Linked DNA regions of Mus musculus: regions 2, 3, 4, 5 and 6 are each linked to region 1. The links are chromatin contacts, called in public ChIA-PET, HiChIP or PLAC-seq and promoter capture Hi-C maps. All regions are on one chromosome and are shown on one strand. The core of a region is the stretch at or near the end of the contact, and the rest is flanking DNA. Distances in the headings are between cores, read along the strand shown.

Region 1 (2,700 bases), core at 93-2,592:
AGGATACTTCATAGCACGTGAAAACCACATGAAATTGAAATGTCAGTGTCCATAAAATGTTGGATTTTATCAAAAAACTGTGAGAACGTTTTTCCTTATTACAAACGTACCCATGTAACATTTTAAATTCTGCTTTTTAGTTCACTGAACCTTAAGTATTTACTGTCATGCTCATTACACCAAGTTTGTAGAGCTTAGTTTAGTTTATTGTAAAAATAATGACTACTTGTTGCGGGATATATGTGTGACAGCCCCTGGGGGCAGATTATTTTTGCTCATTTGTTTCCATAGCCCCAGTTGGGAATCAAAGCAGAAAAGGGCTTTCCCGCCCTTTGCAGGTAGGTGCCTCTGCACAGCAGTGGCCTAGCAAACTCACTATAGGGTCTGACCAGATGACTCTGCTCAGATCACCACCGGATATAGAATGAACTTTCCAGATACTGCTGCACCGGAACCTGTGTGCTCTCTGAGCAGCGATGCTCCGGAGCGGACCGTACGCCTAGACCTAGAGGGCTTCCGCAAGGGGTTTAGCCCGCCCCTCCTTCAGTAGTGGGACATCAGCAGTGGCGGGATTGTAGGGCCATCCTCCTTGCTTCTCTCCCGCCCAGGGCCGCACCGCCCTTTTCCTGTCGGCGCCACGCCCGGCGCGGTTGCATCAGAGCCGGAGGCGGGCGGTGCACGTGGAGCGGGGCGTGCGGTCCGTGAGGCGCGCGCCGGCTGGGGGGGATGCCCTCATCTACCGGGTCCCATACTCCGGACGTTCCCCTTCGCCCCCACGCCCTCTCTGCCAATCGCAAGGCGTCTCTAGCAAGTCGGAACCAAGCATTCTCTGTTTCCCGCCCTACGAACGGTCCCTCGGGTCTCCCAGCGGCCGAGAGTGCCATTGGGTCCTTGGGTCCCTGGCTAGGGACCTGCCTGTAGACAAACAGGACACTCACCTGACGATGGAGTCCATCCCGGGGGCTTCCGGATTGCCTGGGCCATGGCTGCTGAAGGTTTGGCCATCCTGCAGCCGCCGCCCGCGTAACCCCTCGGGGTCACCACCTCCGCTGCTGCTGCTTCTGCTGCCTGAGCGACACAGCTCACGGAGGCGACACGCCGGGCCCGAGGGCAGCTGCTGGCGGCCGAGCTGGCGAAGCAGGAGAGGGAGGCGGACGCTCATGCTGCTGCAGAGTGCGGGGTGACTGGTTATCCCCAGGCGCCGAGATGCGGCTGCAAGTTCTTCCCCGGGCTGGCGTGGGAGGCACCAGAGAGCCAAGCGGCACAGTAAAGGGCCAGCAGCAGGAAAGACTAGACTCTTCCTCGTGGGAGGAACTGAGGCCCCTAGGGGGCACTGTACCAAGTGGCCGTGACGTTAACAGGGCGGGGGCCAGCGGACGTGAAGCTTTTGGTTGGAGTTGCCAGAAAGTCAAGGCATAGGAGGTGGGGCATCAGCGTGGTGCTGAGCCCTTGCCCTGAGATTGTATGGCCAGCCCTTCTGCCTCAAAACCTGATGCCACCCTTGGTCTTCATAATGCAGCTCACTTTCCTCAGGAGGTAGTGGTCCTAAGTCCAGTTTAGACCTTCAGAAGGAAGTGTTTATTACGTGGGAGGTGGCCTAGGGCTAAATGTCGTTCTTAGAGTTTGCAATGCAAATGCTGGTTTTGTAGCCTTAAGCAGATTAACGTCAATGGTTTTAGGACTGAGTCTTCCAAGTTTATAATTTCCAAGGCTAGTGGGAATAACATAGTAACTTTGTAGACCACAAATGAGGTAGGGTAGAATTTGTGCAAGGCAGAGACCGTTTTTTGAGTGCTCACGCTGTCTTGTGTGCTGGAAAGATATATTTATTAACCCCAACAGATGTAAGAAATGGAACGCCATTCGTCTGATTTCTAACCAGGAGAACCTGCGATCAAGAGAAGTCATTTGGTTTGCTGGCAGAGCTGTGAGCTTGCCCAATTCCACGTGCCCTCCTCCTCTTCCTCTTTTTAAGTTTTACTTGTGTCCTTGAGCTTGCAGCAAGTAAAGGATAGGACAACCTGAAGAAACCAGTTCTCTGATTCTATCTTGGGGTCAGCAGCGGCGTGCTGAGGTGCTGGGCAGAAGGATTGTTCTAGGGATAGAACTCAACTTCATAGGTTTGGCAGCAAGTGACTATACCTGTTGAGCCACCTCACTGACACACGGGGGCCATGTTTTTGAAATGCATGGACAAGCAGGTTCCAAAGAGGGTAAAAAGTTTAAGAAAAAAAAAAATACACACATCTAGTTGGAACTTGGAGCCACAGAAACTTACTCCCTATGAAAAGTGCCTACGATGAGGTTGAGTCAGACAGTGTTTACAGGATATCCTCTGCCTTCCTCACTGCTGTAGGTTGGATATGTGTCCCAAAGGTCCATATATTAAAAACCTGGTCACCCTCTTGGTTACTGGGAGATGGAGGCATATTTTAAGAGTTGAAGCTTATACATGGAGGAATTTAAGCCCTTAGAGATGAGCCCATGGAAGGGATATTGGAATCTATCTTCTGGCCATGTCCATTCATTTATTAGGGCAGGTTTGATAGATGTCCCTTTTAGATTGGGGATCCCTAAACACAACATTTCTCATCTGTGGAATAAACTCAATACTGTGCGACATCTCCCAGGACTGTGGTGCGTCTAGAGGAACAAGAGCTGTGGGAAATGTGAAGCTCACTCTGCCTGCAGGGATAGATA
Region 2 (2,700 bases), core at 155-2,654, 340 kb after region 1:
AATTATATTATCATGATAATTACAAGAAATTTCTAGCAAATAAGCACTGTTGTAGCATCTGCTGCTTGTTTTCTTTTTATTACTGGAAATAAGTAGTGAGTTTGGGGTAACAAGCTTATAATCAACGTGTAAATCACGCTAGACTGGAGGAAAGAATACACTTTTCTCTCTTACCATTCTGGAGAAAACATCTCAGTTGATTCACTTGAAATGGCCTCAGAGATGATCATGAGAACACTACTTAATGCGAGAAAGAGGAGTGTCATTTTTCTGGTGCCCCGGTTATAAAGCTACAGTTGTTCAACTAGGGTTTTCAACCAGGAACATGTTAAATGCTGAGCATGGTGGCACACACACTTGGGAGGCTGAGGCAGAACAACTGAAATTTGGAGGCTAGCCTGGGCTATGGGGGAAAGACGCTGACTTAAAGACAAAGGAAATTCAGTGTGATGTCTCCCTCTGAGCTCACTGGAAACGTATCTCCTCACTCTGTGTAGTTGTAACCTTCCACCCATATAAAGAGCCCAAGATTAGATAAGGTAGTGCATCACTTCAAGGTACATAGCCCTTCATAGAATATATAGGATTAGGACATCCACAATCACTCCAGGCAGAGGTAGGAGTTTCTCACTAACCTGGGTTGCGGATCCTGTAAGTGCCACCTGGGACACTTCTCTCCCATGCCCAGCGAGTGGAGAGAAAAAGTAGAGTCAGAGCTGCTGGCACAGATCCATGATTCCAGCCACTCAGGAATCTGAGGCAGTTCGAAGCCTGCTTGGACAGTAAAGCGAGTTCAAAGACATTCTGGGGTGAGATTCTGTCTCTAAATGCAACACAAAAAGAGGGCTGGAGATACTACTCAGGATAACGTGCGCGCGCGCGCGCGCGCACACACACACACACACACACACACACACACACAGAGGTGGGGCAGAGAGACAGAGAGACACTGAGAGCACTCCAGGAATTACAATTAAATGTGCTCTTGTAAGAACTTAGACAAGATCCATCCATTTGTCTAAGAATTTCATAATTTCATTGTTTTTAATAGCTCCGTAGTACTCCATTGTGTAAATGCACACATTTTCTGTATCCATTTCTCTGTTGAGGGACATCTGGGTTCTTTCCAGCTTTTGACTATAGAGCTTAGAACAGTGCCTGAAAGTAAGGGTAGTTTTGCATTGCTGTGGTTGAGTATTTGTCATTGCTGTTAGCAATGACAACAAGGGAGGTTTTAGTTCCGCACTGTCACTATAATCCCAATCAAGGGCTAGCACTGCTGCCTTGCTGACGTCAGTTATTATCTTCTTCCTTTCCTTATTAGTGAATAGTCATCCCTCCGGACTGTTGTCAGCCTGAGCTGCTGAATTCATGGCTGTTCTCCAGCATCTGCTTAGGGTTGAGGCTGTGGGATGCTGCCAGTCCAGCCATAGACACTGTGGACAACAGCATCCGTTCCTTTCACTGCTGAGTCCTAGACTGTCTGAGATGACAGTAACTGTGACAGCCACCTCCTCCCTCAAGTCTGAGTAAGAGGGTGTGGGGGAGGTAGGGAGGATGGCTCATGCTTTTCCTCAATGAGGCAGGGGGAGAGAGAAGATGGAAAGAGGAAGGGGGATGGAGAGGGGCAGGGGTTGTGGATCCTATGGGAGGAGGGGGACACTCCAGGCCACCCTTGAAACAAATGTTTCCAGTGACTCTCTCACATAAAAACAACTCTGCCTCCTCCCCTGCAAGAGCCCAACCAGCTGTTTCCACTTCCGTAGCATCTGGTCACTTACTGAAGTGTTTACTAACTTCTCATGCAGAACTTTTTAAATAGAGGAAAACCAGGAGCTTGTCTGTACCAACTAGACAACAGAGATAAGGGAGAATTCAGAGACAAACAACAGAAAAGCAGAATTAAGGCCTGGAATCCAGGCTTGATCAGGACAGCGGATTGATTGCTCTTCGAATCTGTGACTTTCCCAATCATTGAGAGGACTGAGCCCTCTCTATCCCACAGTGATGCTGGATGTAATGGACTACAAGGAGACCAGAGCTGCTCAGGAGCAACCCAGGATGACAGCAGGAACAACATCATGCTCGAAAGCCAACACCTGTGAAGCAAACAGAATCTCTGAGCTTGATCTCCAGCTCTGCCTCCTGGGAACTGTGTGACATGGGGTGAATTACTGACCCTCTCTGAGCCACTGTTTCATCATTTACCAAATGGAAAGAATAGTATTTGCAGTACTAACAATTTAAGCTTATCCCCAACTAGCTTACAAATAAATGAGACTCAAACTATGGTTATTTTATTTGGCGTTGACAACTACAGGGGTCACCTCTAATCTACTCTTCTAACTTCTGGCTTGGCTACCTCCCCAGCAGTGTACCCCAGATACTTGCTGAACCTCCAGACCATGAGCTCATTGTTCCTCTGCCCTCATGGCGGCTTCTTCCTCCTCTTTCTTCCTGGTCTCTCCTCCTCTGACCAGGTCACTCTAAACCCACCCACCTCTAATCCTTCCAGTAATTGGCTGTATCCAATTGTATTTAACCAATAGTTTTAAATCAAGGAACAAAGTTTGTATAACAAAAGCTTGTAATCATGAGAAGTCATTCGTAGACCCAGACGTCCTTGTATAAAAGCATTACAATACATAGCAATAGACCAAACCTCTACAAGTATTAGCTTCATAGGCTTGTTGTGGAGTT
Region 3 (2,700 bases), core at 56-2,555, 380 kb before region 1:
GGGGGCTGTTTCTGTACGTGCAAACTGGTCGACGGCTGTCTGGATGACACTCTGGACAATCTTATTGCTCTTACTCTCAAGTTCCAAGATCTCAGGTTCAGCCCTGAGGATTTTCTCTCTTGCTGCACTCTCCTTGCCGGCAGCATCAGGACCAGCATCTGGCTTGTTATCTTCATCTGATCTCTGTTTCTGGGATGCGCTCACTTCTCTTTGAAGGTCAGAATGTAGGATGCTTTCAGGAGCAGGAGTTACTATTATTGGGATGGACTCTGCCTGAGACTCAGGCCCCTGGGGCACGGTGTCCTCTCCATGCTGAAGAGTCCCGTAGCCACCGGTTTCGGAGAGCTTCTCAGCTGGTAATGATTGCGCACCTGCACACTCCAAACTTTCATCCATCTCTGAAGTTGCCACAGTTTCTTCGACCTTTTTCACAGCTTCGGTTGTTTGAGTGACTGGTGTGTCTGAGCTTTGAACTTGAACCTCTATGCAATCTGCTTTGTCTTGGTCTGGGAGAGAAGGGCTTCCTTCAAGGCTGCCCAGTGCCTTTCCCCTCTCTGAGTGAGGCATGTCAGCTGTCAGGACTGGCTTAGGGTGGGTTCCTTCATGCTCAGGAGCAGCTGTTTCCTGCTCATGTTCTTCACTGGCTTGCTCTGTCTTGGTCTCTGTTTCCTCCTTTTCAACGTCGGTTCCCATCTCTCTTTTCTCCGGGCTAATACTCTGTTCTTCATTACTCTCAGTTTCCTGACATCTGGCCACTTCCATTACTTCACTGTCACGTGTCAAGTCAGCAGTCTTTTGACTGTTGGGTCCAGTGTGCACAGGCACCTCCAGTTCTTTAACACACTGTCCGTCTTTGACTTTTTCTCCATCAAACTGGCCAGCCTCACCCTCTTGACCCACCTCAGCCTTTGCCAGAATAGGCACTGCCCCGGCAGCCAGCGCTTGTGTGGGTTCTAGAACATCCCTTCCTGGTTTTTCCCTGTGTTCTTCCTGGGCTGGAAAACTAGATGGTGTTGAAGGCCCCTCCGTCTGAGCAGCAGCTGCCTCCTCTTCAGTGACCTGTGACTGCTTGACGGCGGCAATGGCATTACTGTCCTGGCTGTCAACGGTCTCGTCTTGCTGTGTCCCGTTTGGAGTGTCTGAATCTGCGAGGGGAGTACTTCCATTTGTCTCACTGTCTGTCAAGGTTTCAGATGACTCAGGGGCCACAGCCTGTTCCATCAGCTGCTGGTGCTTGATAACCTGGCATGTGGTGGCACGGTCTACATCCTCTGTGACTTCAGGAACTTCAAGGCTCTCTGGGGTAGCCTGTACAGTCTCGGAGCCCTGTGCAAGATGCTCAGTTTCAGCTTCCTGCACGGGTCCTTCCGGCACAACATCCTTCTCTTTCTCGGTAGCCAGCACCTCGGAGTCCTCCTCTACCTCCTCCACCTTCTCCAGTGCTTTCGGCCCTGCTCTCTGCAGAGTCTGGGTTGCAGGCACCTGGGAGTCCTCTTTCACTTTGTCTGCAACGGCTTGGAGGACGGCCTGCGTCTGGCGCTCCTGTTCTTCCGTATCTAGCATGCCACCCTCTACCTCCTGAACTGGGGTGGCTTCCTCTGTGGTGTCCGGGGAGTCGGACAGCTGGGAAACTGCAGACACCATGTCTGTGGTCTCTTCTGCCCCTGATGCTTCGGTAAGTTCTTCAGCGCGGAGCGCCTCTGTGGTTTCTGCGGCTGTCACTGCTTCTGAGGTAAAATCCACTTCACTGGTGACTATGTCGTCATGGGCATCTTTGCCCCCTGGTAAAGTCTGGGCGAGTGCAGGAGTTGCTTCTGCAGTGATGTCTTTTTCAGTGACCTCTCCAACAGGCGGTGTGGCCACTCCCTCTGCGTGCTCAAGAGGTTCTGTCATGGAAGCAGATATCCACGAAGGGGACCGCTCTTCGGCACTGGTGACTGCCCTGGTCCCATCAATGACCGCGACACTCACGGTGTGAACCAGAGTCTTACTAAGCTCCTCAGACACATACACAGCCCCCTTCAGCTGGGGCAGCTCCACGTTCTCCTGAGCTCGCTGCGCTTCCAGCTTCTCTCTCTCTACCGCATCGTACTCAGACAGAGGCACAACAGCTGGGACGTCGGGGTCGTCCTCATTGATCTCTCCTGGCCCCGAGTCTTCAACGGCGGCCTGTTCTTGCTTCCCATCTGCCCTTTTCTTCCGCCGTCCAGGAATAAATTTCTTAATGGAAACCCAAGATTCCTCTCTACTTGGTTCGATCTCGGAGGCCAACTGCTCTGCACCGGAGTCTTCGGCTCTCTCTTCCAGTTTTGACTTGGATTTTTTTCGTGGAGTGACTAATCTCTTAAATGACTCCCAGGTGGAGACGCCCTCCCCTTCAGAAGGGCTTCCAGCTGGCTCGGGTGAGGAACTTCCGTGCGCTTGGTCTTGTTCCTGGGTGCTGGCAGGAAGAGCATCTGCTTCTTTGTCTTTGCTAGCCTCCTCCGCTCTGTGGCCATCCCCTCCCAGTGTTCTTGGCCCTCCTTCATCATCTGAAGAGGATGCCTTCCTCGCTCTCTTCTTGGACGATCCGACACAAATCAACGCCTCCCAAGACACTGAAGTATCCACCCTGCGCTTTGGCTCCTCTGACCTTTGCTCCTCGCCAACCGCTCTGACCTCATCCTGCATTCCAGACGCCGTGCTCTCCGTGGAGGACAA
Region 4 (2,700 bases), core at 34-2,533, 450 kb after region 1:
TTTATATTTGGTCTTCCTCCTCTTTCCTAGCACCCAACTCTCAAGTCCTTGGAATCTCCCATAATGCCTTCCCATGCTAAGGGGTGGAGTGATGGCTAGCAACTGCTGGGTAAGATGGGGAGGAAAAAACTCTCTAATCCAAGCCTGCAGATGGTATCTGACACATAGAGGGATGATGGGCCAAGAGAGATGAGGTGCTTAACAAAAAGAAGAAAACTGCTACCCTTGAAGGAGGAGCCTCTAGAACCAGGCTCTGCAGAGTTTCCCTCCACAATTTCCTTTAACTCATTTAAAGTCATTATCCCCAGTCAGATTTGAGACTGGGGCCAGGCAATCAGAAACCAATGGCTTTTTCTTTTTTTATCCTAATGTGTATCTATGTGTATGCATGTGTTTACATGTTCCCGGGGTGGGGGTGCATATGTGTGTACAGGGGTGTGGCAGTCAGTAGGTAACCTCGGGTGTCATCCTCAGGAAGGGCATCCACCTCCTTTGAGATAGTCTGTCACTGGTCTTGGGCTCAGCTGATTAGGGCCAGCAGGCTGACTAGCCGTCCTGACCCTGCTTCAGTGCTGAGATTATAAGCAGCCAGCACTTGATATTTTGTGTGGGTTCTGGATATCAAATCGGGTCCTCCTGATTGCAAGAGCTTTATCAGTCCAGCTGTGCCCTGTCTCCTGTACCACCATACTATGGCCATTCTCAGGATCCACCCCAAACTGCAGACTTTTCCAAGCAAGGCAGGAATGAGGTCACCTTATACGGGACCACACTAAACTCCCTTACTTTCCTTACATCGCTTTTTCTGACATCCTAACTATTCCGAAAATATTCTCTCCACCCTTGTCTGCCTTCCCTCTACTTCTCTCTCTTCTCCTTTTCTCTCCTTCCCCTCTCCCTGTCCCCTTCCTCTTAGGGGTCAGGCTAGAGGCAGATCAAGCCACACCCAACTGCACCAGCCATTCCCAGAGCTGCTGTGGAAAAAAACCCTACAAGCCCCCTACTGAAAACCCATCTTCTCACAGAGCCCCCAGGTATCTGGATTCCAGGGAAATAGTTGGCTTCCTAAGTCCCATTTCCCAGGCTACCAGGTCCAAGGAAGACCTCAGAAGGCTACCAATGGCACCTTTGTAGTGGGTACACTTCAACTGACTGTGGCCCTCCTCCCCACTGCAGCCCTAGTCACGTGGGAACAGAGAACAGGAAGTCTGGGGATGATCCAATGGACACGGAGGCAATAGAGTGCCCACAACCAGGCAGTGGCAAAAGAGGCTCTAGCGTTGGAGAGCAGAAGCAGGGCTCTCAAGCATCCCAGAGAGGGGCTGCCTGTGGTTCTTTGGTATAGACCGAACCATGAGAGGCTTGCGTGTGGTCCACTCGGTTCACATCCAAGTAAGTTGCAAAATCATGCTTTTTATGGTATTTCAGAAAAGACTTCCTGTGGCAGGAGGTTCTGCTGTCCCTAAATCCATCCCTGATTCGCACTCTGTAATTGCACTAAATTTGTAAATGAAGAAACTCAAGACTGACAGCACCCACAGCCCAGGCTCAGTTACCTGCACCTCCTTTCTCCTTCAGCCTAGAAGCCCACTCCTCCCTCTGGTGAGCTCGAAGGGAGGTACTAGGAGCCCTATGTCCTGAGCAGCCTGAAGCAGGTTGCAATATGGGCTGATCTGGGAAGCAGACATTTGCTCCCAGCAAGAATTTGCAGGGGTACCTGTTGTGGATTTGGTGTAACACTCGTATTATGTTAATTGGGTTCCCAAAATTGCACGGGAATCCTGCATGTGAGATGCTGAGGGTCCCTGCCCCCAACTGATTGGTAAATAAAGTTGTTAGCGGCTAATGACTGGGCAGGGAGACAAAAGTGGGACTTTAGGATTCCTGGGCAAGGGGGACGGAGAGAGGAAGGAGGACTTGGAATCTCTGTGCCAGGAAAGGAGTAAAGTACAGGCTTCAGGAGTAAAGTACAGGAAAGAGCGGTCCCAACCCTGTCTCCCATGGATTGGGTCTAGGGCAGCAACAGTGGAATATAATAATAATATTATTATTAAAATAAGAACTCAGGAGTATCACAGGGGAGGTATTACACTTGGATATTTGGAAGTGGCCCAACTATTTTGCTGATTGAGGCATATTAAATATAAGGCCATGTGTGTGTGTGTGTGTGTGTGTGTGTGTGTGTGTGTAACTTTAATTAGGGAATCAAGAACATTGGTGTGGGTAGCGTGGAACTCGTACCGCTGGGGCAATTTAAAGTAGCATTAATCACCTACAGCAATAGGTGCCACATCCATGAGGACAGAGCAGAAACCACGCCTGGAAGAATCTTAGCCTTCAGACTTCCCTCGTAGGAGAAGGGGAGAAGCAAGGGTTGAACATCTTGCTAATTAAAGTTCTAAGAAAACTTCTTAGTGGAAGAAAAACTCAGCGCAGTGTGACGTGTGTTTTAATAAACTTGGAGGTTACGCACTTTGGAAGGAGGCTTTGTCATCAGGTGGGACTCAGTCACATTTTTAGAAAGTGGTAAACTGTGGGGCCTTAGTCCTAAGTGGGTTTCTGTAGCCACAAAAGCCAGTGTTGGGGTCACACTCCCACCTGAGGACGTCCTGGCCATCACCACACCTAGGCTTTAATGGAGGGAAGGCAGGGTAAAGAGAGAAACTTCCCCACAGCCTGGTCCAGGAGCTTTGGGAGAGG
Region 5 (2,700 bases), core at 171-2,670, 370 kb before region 1:
TCTCTCTCTCTCTCTCTCAGTGGTAGAGTCCCTATGGGCAGCAGAGGCTGGTGTTCCCACCAGCTATGTGTGGATGGATGCATGAGCGCCACCACACATGTGTAGAAGTCAGAGGACAGCTCTGTGCAGTGGCACCTTCCTCCCACCTTCACACGGGCTCCGGGGATTAAGCACAGATTACAGCTGAACTGTGGAGCCCTTGGAGTCAGGGCAAGGGGTTGAGTCTGCAGGGCTTCCAGCTCCTGCACAATCACCTGCCTTAGATTTGCCCCACTAGACAGAAAGTGGGAAAGCTTAAAGGTCCCTGGAAGCAACACTGACTCAGGGTACATTTCCTTGTCCCCTTAAAAGTCTATGCATCTAGCCGGGCGGTGGTGGCACACGCCTTTAATCCCAACACTTGGGAGGCAAAGGCAGGCGGATTTCTGAGTTCGAGGCCAGCCTGGTCTACAAAGTGAGTTCCAGGACAGCCAGGGCTACACAGAGAAACCCTGTCTCGAAAAACCAAACAAACAAACAAAAGTCTATGCATCAACAATACAAGCAGTTGTAGAAGAGATCTTTCTCTCTCGGTGTACAGTAACTACTCAGTACAGCTCTCAGCAGTCCTACCACTGTGAAGACAACTGCTATTCACACAGCGAACGGGGCTCAGACTCACCAGGATCGAGACGAGGGCACAAACTCGAAAGGTCCAAGTCAATAGCAATGGGCATCTTCATATCGCCCTCCCCGCACCCCGCCAGCAACCCATCTTCTCCTGTCCCGAGGATAGGGTGGGATGAGTATTCAACCAGACTTAGAGCAAAAAAAAAAAAAAAACAAAAACAAAAAAAAAACAAAAAAAAACAAAAAAAAACAAAAAACAAAAACCATTTTGGGGGAAAAGCTTCATTTAAACTGAACTTGCAGCAACCCCGTTTCTTCATCACCTCTCCTATAGGACAGTACAACCGTGTAACAACGATTTACAGGTGGTGCAAGGACTCTAGGAGTGTTTAAAAGCACAAATGGCATGGGCTGGTTGAATAAAATCACTTTTTCTCTAATGGACACATTTTAAAGGAGTCTTAGAACTAATTTCCCACAAATGTCAAGAGACAACCACACTTAGGAGATGGAGATAACACACACACACACACACACACAATTTGGAAGCTTAAAAGAAAAAAAAAATAAAACTTTCCTCCTATATTTCACAGAAACGTTAAATATTTTAATCTAAATTTAGCCGTTGAGTTTAGGTGACACCACTTCGTAAAAACAAACAAAAGGTGCAACACCACAAAAACTATACTATTCACTATCCAGGTTTAGAATAGCCAGTGCTCTCTGTCCCCAGGCACAGCTTACTGTGTGGGACATCTGGAACTGTTTAACTTTCCCCCCACGAGCTCCTGGAGTCTTTCCAGAATTCTCTGCATTCTGAACCCACCCCTTATATCAAAACACGCCCAGCTCAACTCTGCTCGTCCTGGCGCTCATCAGCCATGAACCCGCCAGGCAGAAAAGCTGCTTAGCGGGGCTTAACACCGAAATGTAAAAGGACCAGCCAGGTGACACCATTACTATGCGGCTCTTTGGCCACCGTGATGCAAGGGTGCCCTGATAGCATCATCTATGCCTTCAGAAAGAGATCCTCTATGAGGTACTCTGAAGCTAGGCGTGGGTAACTTCCTTTTATGACATGAGGAAGCTCACCACTCAGGGTTCTCCCAATTGTTGGAAACAAACAGTGGAGGCCACCAAGCACCAAAAATACTGAGTCAACGGCCGCAGAGACCAGCGCAGCACCTCAACTCTCTGGACTACTGTTCTGTCCTCATCACAAACCGGAACCAACACTGACACCGATCCCAGCCATGTGCAGCATATTGCTCCCCCACCAATAATTTGCATAGAAAAGTACATTATAAGCTCTCTACAGTATGCACAAATGCTTCTGTGGCTTAGGTTTTGTTTTGTTTAATTAAAAAAAATGTAAATCTCACTGGCTCTTGTCCCCCCCCCCCCCCTTCAAGGACACCACTGGCTCTTCCCCTCTCTCTCCATTTTTTCAAAAAAAGACACACTTTGTAGCCCAGGCTAGCCTCAAACCAGAGTTAATCCTCTGCCTCCGTTTCCCAGTGCTGCTGGATGTATAGGAGTGAGCCTCCACACTTGTATCCCCAATTACTCTGCAAGATAAAGAATGATGTTAACTATCAGTTAACCTGAAAAAAAAGTGCGTGAATGAATGAAAATAGAAAAAAATGCCTTAAAAATTTATTTTTAATTATGTTATATGTGGATGTTAGTGTATAGGAGTGCACATGAATGCAGGTGTCCCACAAGGACCGGAACAGAGGAGTATCAGGAGACTCCCTGGAGCTGAGGTTAAGTTAAAGTCACCCGTGAGCCACCTGATGTGGGTGCTGGGATCACACCTCAGGTCCTGCTCATAACCGCTGATCCATCTCTCCAGCTCTGAAAGATACTTTCTCTTAACTCAAAAAAGTAGTTCTGGCAAGTTAAGTATGCATAATCTCTCTCGTGCACACATGCACGCACGCACGCATGCAGGAACACACCCTAGTAATAAATAAGATGCAAGTAAGTAGTGACTCTGGATTGGCACAGGTGGGAGAGTGCCCCTGCCTGGTGTACATGAAAGCCCGGTGCCATCCCTAGCACTGCACAAACTGGATGTGGTAGCAGTGT
Region 6 (2,700 bases), core at 158-2,657, 310 kb before region 1:
ACTACATTTGTGTGTGGGCATGCATATGCCACAGAATTCCCTTAGGGGCCAGGGGACAAATCCTAGGTGTTACTTCTTTCCTCCCACCATGTGGGACCTTAAAAATCATGTCACCAGGTTGAGCCTTTTTCTCCTTTGAAAACCTTGAGGTTTTTCAGTAGAGTATATGTGTGTGTGTGTGTGTGTGTGTGTGTGTGTGTGTGTGTGTGCGCGCGCGCGCGCGCGCACATGGGGGGGGGGGTCAACCGTCCTGGGTTTTATCCCATTACAGGGCAGGCCTCTCTCACTGGCTGTATTCGCCGTTTTAGCCTTTATGGTGGAGCACTAATTTACAATTCTGGGCAAAGTACAGTTTCCCTAAGCACAAGTTCTCCATAGACCGCAGGTGCCGTGGTCATCTGTAATTCTACCCGGTCAAGTTCAGTCCCCCTAAAGTGCCTAACATCACCAGAGAGGATCCCCAGTTCGCTTTATGTGTATGTTTGCACACAGGATTTCCTGTACCCCAGGATAGCCTCTTATTCTGTAGAGTAAGCTGGCCCAAGTGCTGAGATAACAGGAGTTTGCTACAGATGAAACCCAGGGCCATGTGTAATGCCCAAGTGTTGTATCAACTGAACTGTATTCCCAGCAGCCCAGATCCCCAGTTCTTCTTAAAGGACTCTCCTTCCTTTTCTTGCTAAGGGTACTTAACTCCTGTTTTCTCCCCCTACTCCTCTTCTCTTGCCTATGACTATTACTAGTTTATTTTAATATGTGTATTTCTCGTCTATGAGAGTATATGTCACCTGTGTGTGGGTTCCCAAAGAGGCCAGAAGGGACCATCAGATCTTCTGGAGCTGGAGTTATACGCAGTTCTGAGCCTCCGATGTGGGTTCTGGGAACCAAACTCAGGACCTCTGAAAGAGTGGGAAGCTCCTACTTATCAATCTTTAAAATAAAATCTATTTCAGGTTCACACAGCCACAAATATATATATCTCAATCCCACATATGACTTTCCTTTTCTTGGAGACACAGGCTTTAACAGTGAATCTGAACTTTGAATCCAGCTCTCCAGAGATGGAGATGGCAACTTCATCCTGCCTGCCGCCTAATTTGCTTAAGATGGCAGCATTAGAGCTGGAGAGATGGCTCAGTGGTTAAGAGCACCGACTGCTCTTTCCAAGGTCCTGAGTTCAAATCCCAGCAACCATATGGTGGCTTACAACCATCCGTAATGAGATCTGACGTCCTCATCTAGTGCATCTGAAGACAGCTACAGTGTACTTAGATGTAATAATAAATAAATCTTAAAAAAAAAAAAAAAAAAAAAAAAAAAAAAAAAAAAGATGGCAGCATTCTGGGAGAGGGATCTGCTGGGTTCCAGGGCTCAGAGAGACTGCCTGAGAAGCTTTCTCTGGCCAGTGTAATACTTTAAACCGTGGCCTACTTCCCTGATTCCTCGCATTCCTCGCATTCTTTCATGTCATAAGGGACTTGACTTGAAATCTCACTGTTTTCAAGAATCTAGATAGCACTGTTGGGTCTCAGTCTGTCACCACAAAAATCTCCACATAGAATAGCAATTTAAAAAAATCTTATCTAAAGACTCCAGCTTCTACTAAAAGAAGTACTGGTTTTCATGTTGATCAAAGCAAACAAGTTTAGTTTATTATAAACAAAACAAAAGGCTTACTTAAGACTTACTTGAATTTCTTTCAAGGAAATTTTAGCCCTTGAGGCTTTGCAATCAAGAGTATGTGTGTATAAAACTCAACCAACCTGGGTTTTGTTTCCATTACAGCCCAGTATTCTCTGCCTCACTTTTATTTACCATTTTGTGCCAAGACTGGGAGAAACTGTGATAATAAGGAAGGATTTGACAACATTTATAACATTCCCTACCGTGTGAGTGACTTATTTTATACAAAACAGAGCAGAGAGATTTCGAATTTCCATTTAAATGTCCACAGTTACAATACAGAAGTTGGAGCTCAACTCTAAATACTGATTTGCTTGTATATGTCATTTCTGAAGCAATTAAAAAATTCTCAGCTCTCGGGAGGCAAAGGCAGGCGGATTTCTGAGTTCGAGGCCAACCTGGTCTACAAAGTGAGCTACAGGACAGCCAGGGGTATACAGAGAAACCCTGTCTCGAAAAACCAAAAAAAAAAAAATTCTCATAACCCAGGTGGTGGTACACACTTTTAGTCCCAGCACCCAGGAGGCAAAGTCAGGAAGATCTCTGAATTTGAGGCCATACTGGTCTACAAAGAGAGTTCCAGAAAGCCAGGGCTGCACTGAGAAACCCTGTTTCAAAAAAACAAAATAACCAAACCAACCAACCAAACAAGCAAACAAACATCGATCATGGAGAGTGGATGTGTAATGGTACCCACCTGTATCCTCATCATTTGGGAGACTGAAGCAGGAAAACTGCCTTGAATTCAGGGCCTGCCTGGGATATACAGTGAGACTTCGATTCAAAAATTGAAACAAACAAAAGTGGCCAGTTGTTAGTGATCTAGAGACCATCTTGTTCCACCTCACCTGTCATTTGCACTGTAGTGTCAAACCAAGTATAAATTCAGGGTAGAGATGGCACAGCATGGAACTGTCTACAGAATTTAGTGCTCACCCCCCCAGTGAAGAATAATTCCAAACAAAAGCTTCTAAAAAGGCATTCTCCAAAATGTCTGCTAGGACTTAGCTTAAATGA

What was found. Promoter capture Hi-C pulls out the DNA fragments that hold promoters and counts their contacts. ChIA-PET counts read pairs in DNA pulled down with a chosen protein or histone mark. HiChIP or PLAC-seq counts read pairs in DNA pulled down with a chosen protein or histone mark.
Region 2: a promoter capture Hi-C map of liver shows a contact between it and region 1, with 2.6 times the contacts expected there. The contact joins the enhancer-like site here to the promoter of Mthfd1l in region 1. A contact is called at or near these places in 5 of 39 promoter capture datasets (the C10 cell line, liver, maxillary cranial neural crest and 1 more), 1 of 484 Hi-C or Micro-C datasets (nephron progenitors), 2 of 115 datasets of contacts at active chromatin or transcription factors (extraembryonic endoderm stem cells and large pre-B cells) and 1 of 9 other capture datasets (adipose tissue).
Region 3: a contact with region 1 is called in an RNA polymerase II ChIA-PET map of memory CD8 T cells, with 31 read pairs. The contact joins the enhancer-like site here to the promoter of Mthfd1l in region 1. A contact is called at or near these places in 17 of 39 promoter capture datasets (3T3-L1-derived adipocytes, the C10 cell line, the HPC-7 cell line and 13 more), 3 of 484 Hi-C or Micro-C datasets (Kupffer cells, bone marrow-derived macrophages and embryonic stem cells), 18 of 115 datasets of contacts at active chromatin or transcription factors (T-cell acute lymphoblastic leukemia, bone marrow-derived macrophages, craniofacial prominence and 13 more) and 5 of 9 other capture datasets (adipose tissue, embryonic stem cells, liver and 2 more).
Region 4: an H3K27ac HiChIP or PLAC-seq map of stem cell-derived neural progenitor cells shows a contact between it and region 1, with 5 times the contacts expected there. The contact joins the enhancer-like site here to the promoter of Mthfd1l in region 1. A contact is called at or near these places in 9 of 39 promoter capture datasets (the C10 cell line, the HPC-7 cell line, cranial neural crest and 6 more), 1 of 15 datasets of contacts at CTCF or cohesin (embryonic stem cells), 2 of 484 Hi-C or Micro-C datasets (cortical neurons and myocytes), 12 of 115 datasets of contacts at active chromatin or transcription factors (Th17 cells, bone marrow-derived macrophages, embryonic basal ganglia and 7 more) and 2 of 9 other capture datasets (adipose tissue and embryonic stem cells).
Region 5: an H3K4me3 HiChIP or PLAC-seq map of embryonic limb bud shows a contact between it and region 1, with 5 times the contacts expected there. The contact joins the enhancer-like site here to the promoter of Mthfd1l in region 1. A contact is called at or near these places in 20 of 39 promoter capture datasets (3T3-L1-derived adipocytes, the C10 cell line, the HPC-7 cell line and 14 more), 1 of 15 datasets of contacts at CTCF or cohesin (large pre-B cells), 8 of 484 Hi-C or Micro-C datasets (B-cell progenitors, Kupffer cells, LSK cells and 3 more), 30 of 115 datasets of contacts at active chromatin or transcription factors (the 230-238 cell line, DN3 thymocytes, Th17 cells and 22 more) and 6 of 9 other capture datasets (adipose tissue, bone marrow-derived macrophages, embryonic stem cells and 3 more).
Region 6: an H3K27ac HiChIP or PLAC-seq map of extraembryonic endoderm stem cells shows a contact between it and region 1. The contact joins the enhancer-like site here to the promoter of Mthfd1l in region 1. A contact is called at or near these places in 9 of 39 promoter capture datasets (the 3T3-L1 cell line, the C10 cell line, frontonasal cranial neural crest and 5 more), 3 of 484 Hi-C or Micro-C datasets (cumulus cells and embryonic stem cells), 2 of 115 datasets of contacts at active chromatin or transcription factors (extraembryonic endoderm stem cells and stem cell-derived neural progenitor cells) and 1 of 9 other capture datasets (embryonic stem cells).

The regions. Positions count from the first base shown.
Region 1 is chr10:3,971,717-3,974,416 of GRCm38.p6, reverse strand. Mthfd1l (methylenetetrahydrofolate dehydrogenase (NADP+ dependent) 1-like) reads right to left here and starts at 1,342. Exons shown (of 28, transcript NM_172308.4): 1 at 939-1,342. The coding sequence starts at 1,162.
Region 2 is chr10:3,633,020-3,635,719 of GRCm38.p6, reverse strand. No RefSeq gene overlaps it. Among named protein-coding and RNA genes, the nearest start is that of A330032P22Rik, 84 kb to the left of the region's middle. Within about 2 kb of position 1,404, at least 86 of the 459 cell types and tissues checked have an H3K27ac peak or open chromatin away from gene starts, as enhancers often do. A contact at or near this core is called in adipose tissue, extraembryonic endoderm stem cells and liver, where this site is marked.
Region 3 is chr10:4,354,761-4,357,460 of GRCm38.p6, reverse strand. It overlaps Akap12 (A kinase (PRKA) anchor protein (gravin) 12), which reads right to left. Exons shown (of 4, transcript NM_031185.3): 3 at 1-2,700. Among named protein-coding and RNA genes, the nearest start is that of Zbtb2, 32 kb to the left of the region's middle. Within about 2 kb of position 1,305, at least 52 of the 459 cell types and tissues checked have an H3K27ac peak or open chromatin away from gene starts, as enhancers often do. A contact at or near this core is called in the HPC-7 cell line, T-cell acute lymphoblastic leukemia and memory CD8 T cells, where this site is marked.
Region 4 is chr10:3,526,199-3,528,898 of GRCm38.p6, reverse strand. The region is part of intron 2 of Gm30033 (a long non-coding RNA gene); the gene reads right to left. Among named protein-coding and RNA genes, the nearest start is that of Iyd, 13 kb to the left of the region's middle. Within about 2 kb of position 1,283, at least 1 of the 459 cell types and tissues checked has an H3K27ac peak or open chromatin away from gene starts, as enhancers often do.
Region 5 is chr10:4,338,026-4,340,725 of GRCm38.p6, reverse strand. The region is part of intron 2 of Akap12 (A kinase (PRKA) anchor protein (gravin) 12); the gene reads right to left. Among named protein-coding and RNA genes, the nearest start is that of Gm40592, 29 kb to the right of the region's middle. Within about 2 kb of position 1,420, at least 57 of the 459 cell types and tissues checked have an H3K27ac peak or open chromatin away from gene starts, as enhancers often do. A contact at or near this core is called in craniofacial prominence, differentiating embryonic stem cells, embryonic limb bud and 1 more, where this site is marked.
Region 6 is chr10:4,281,323-4,284,022 of GRCm38.p6, reverse strand. All of the region lies in intron 1 of Akap12 (A kinase (PRKA) anchor protein (gravin) 12), which reads right to left. The region is part of intron 4 of Gm40592 (a long non-coding RNA gene); the gene reads left to right. Among named protein-coding and RNA genes, the nearest start is that of Akap12, 16 kb to the right of the region's middle. Within about 2 kb of position 1,407, at least 45 of the 459 cell types and tissues checked have an H3K27ac peak or open chromatin away from gene starts, as enhancers often do. A contact at or near this core is called in extraembryonic endoderm stem cells, where this site is marked.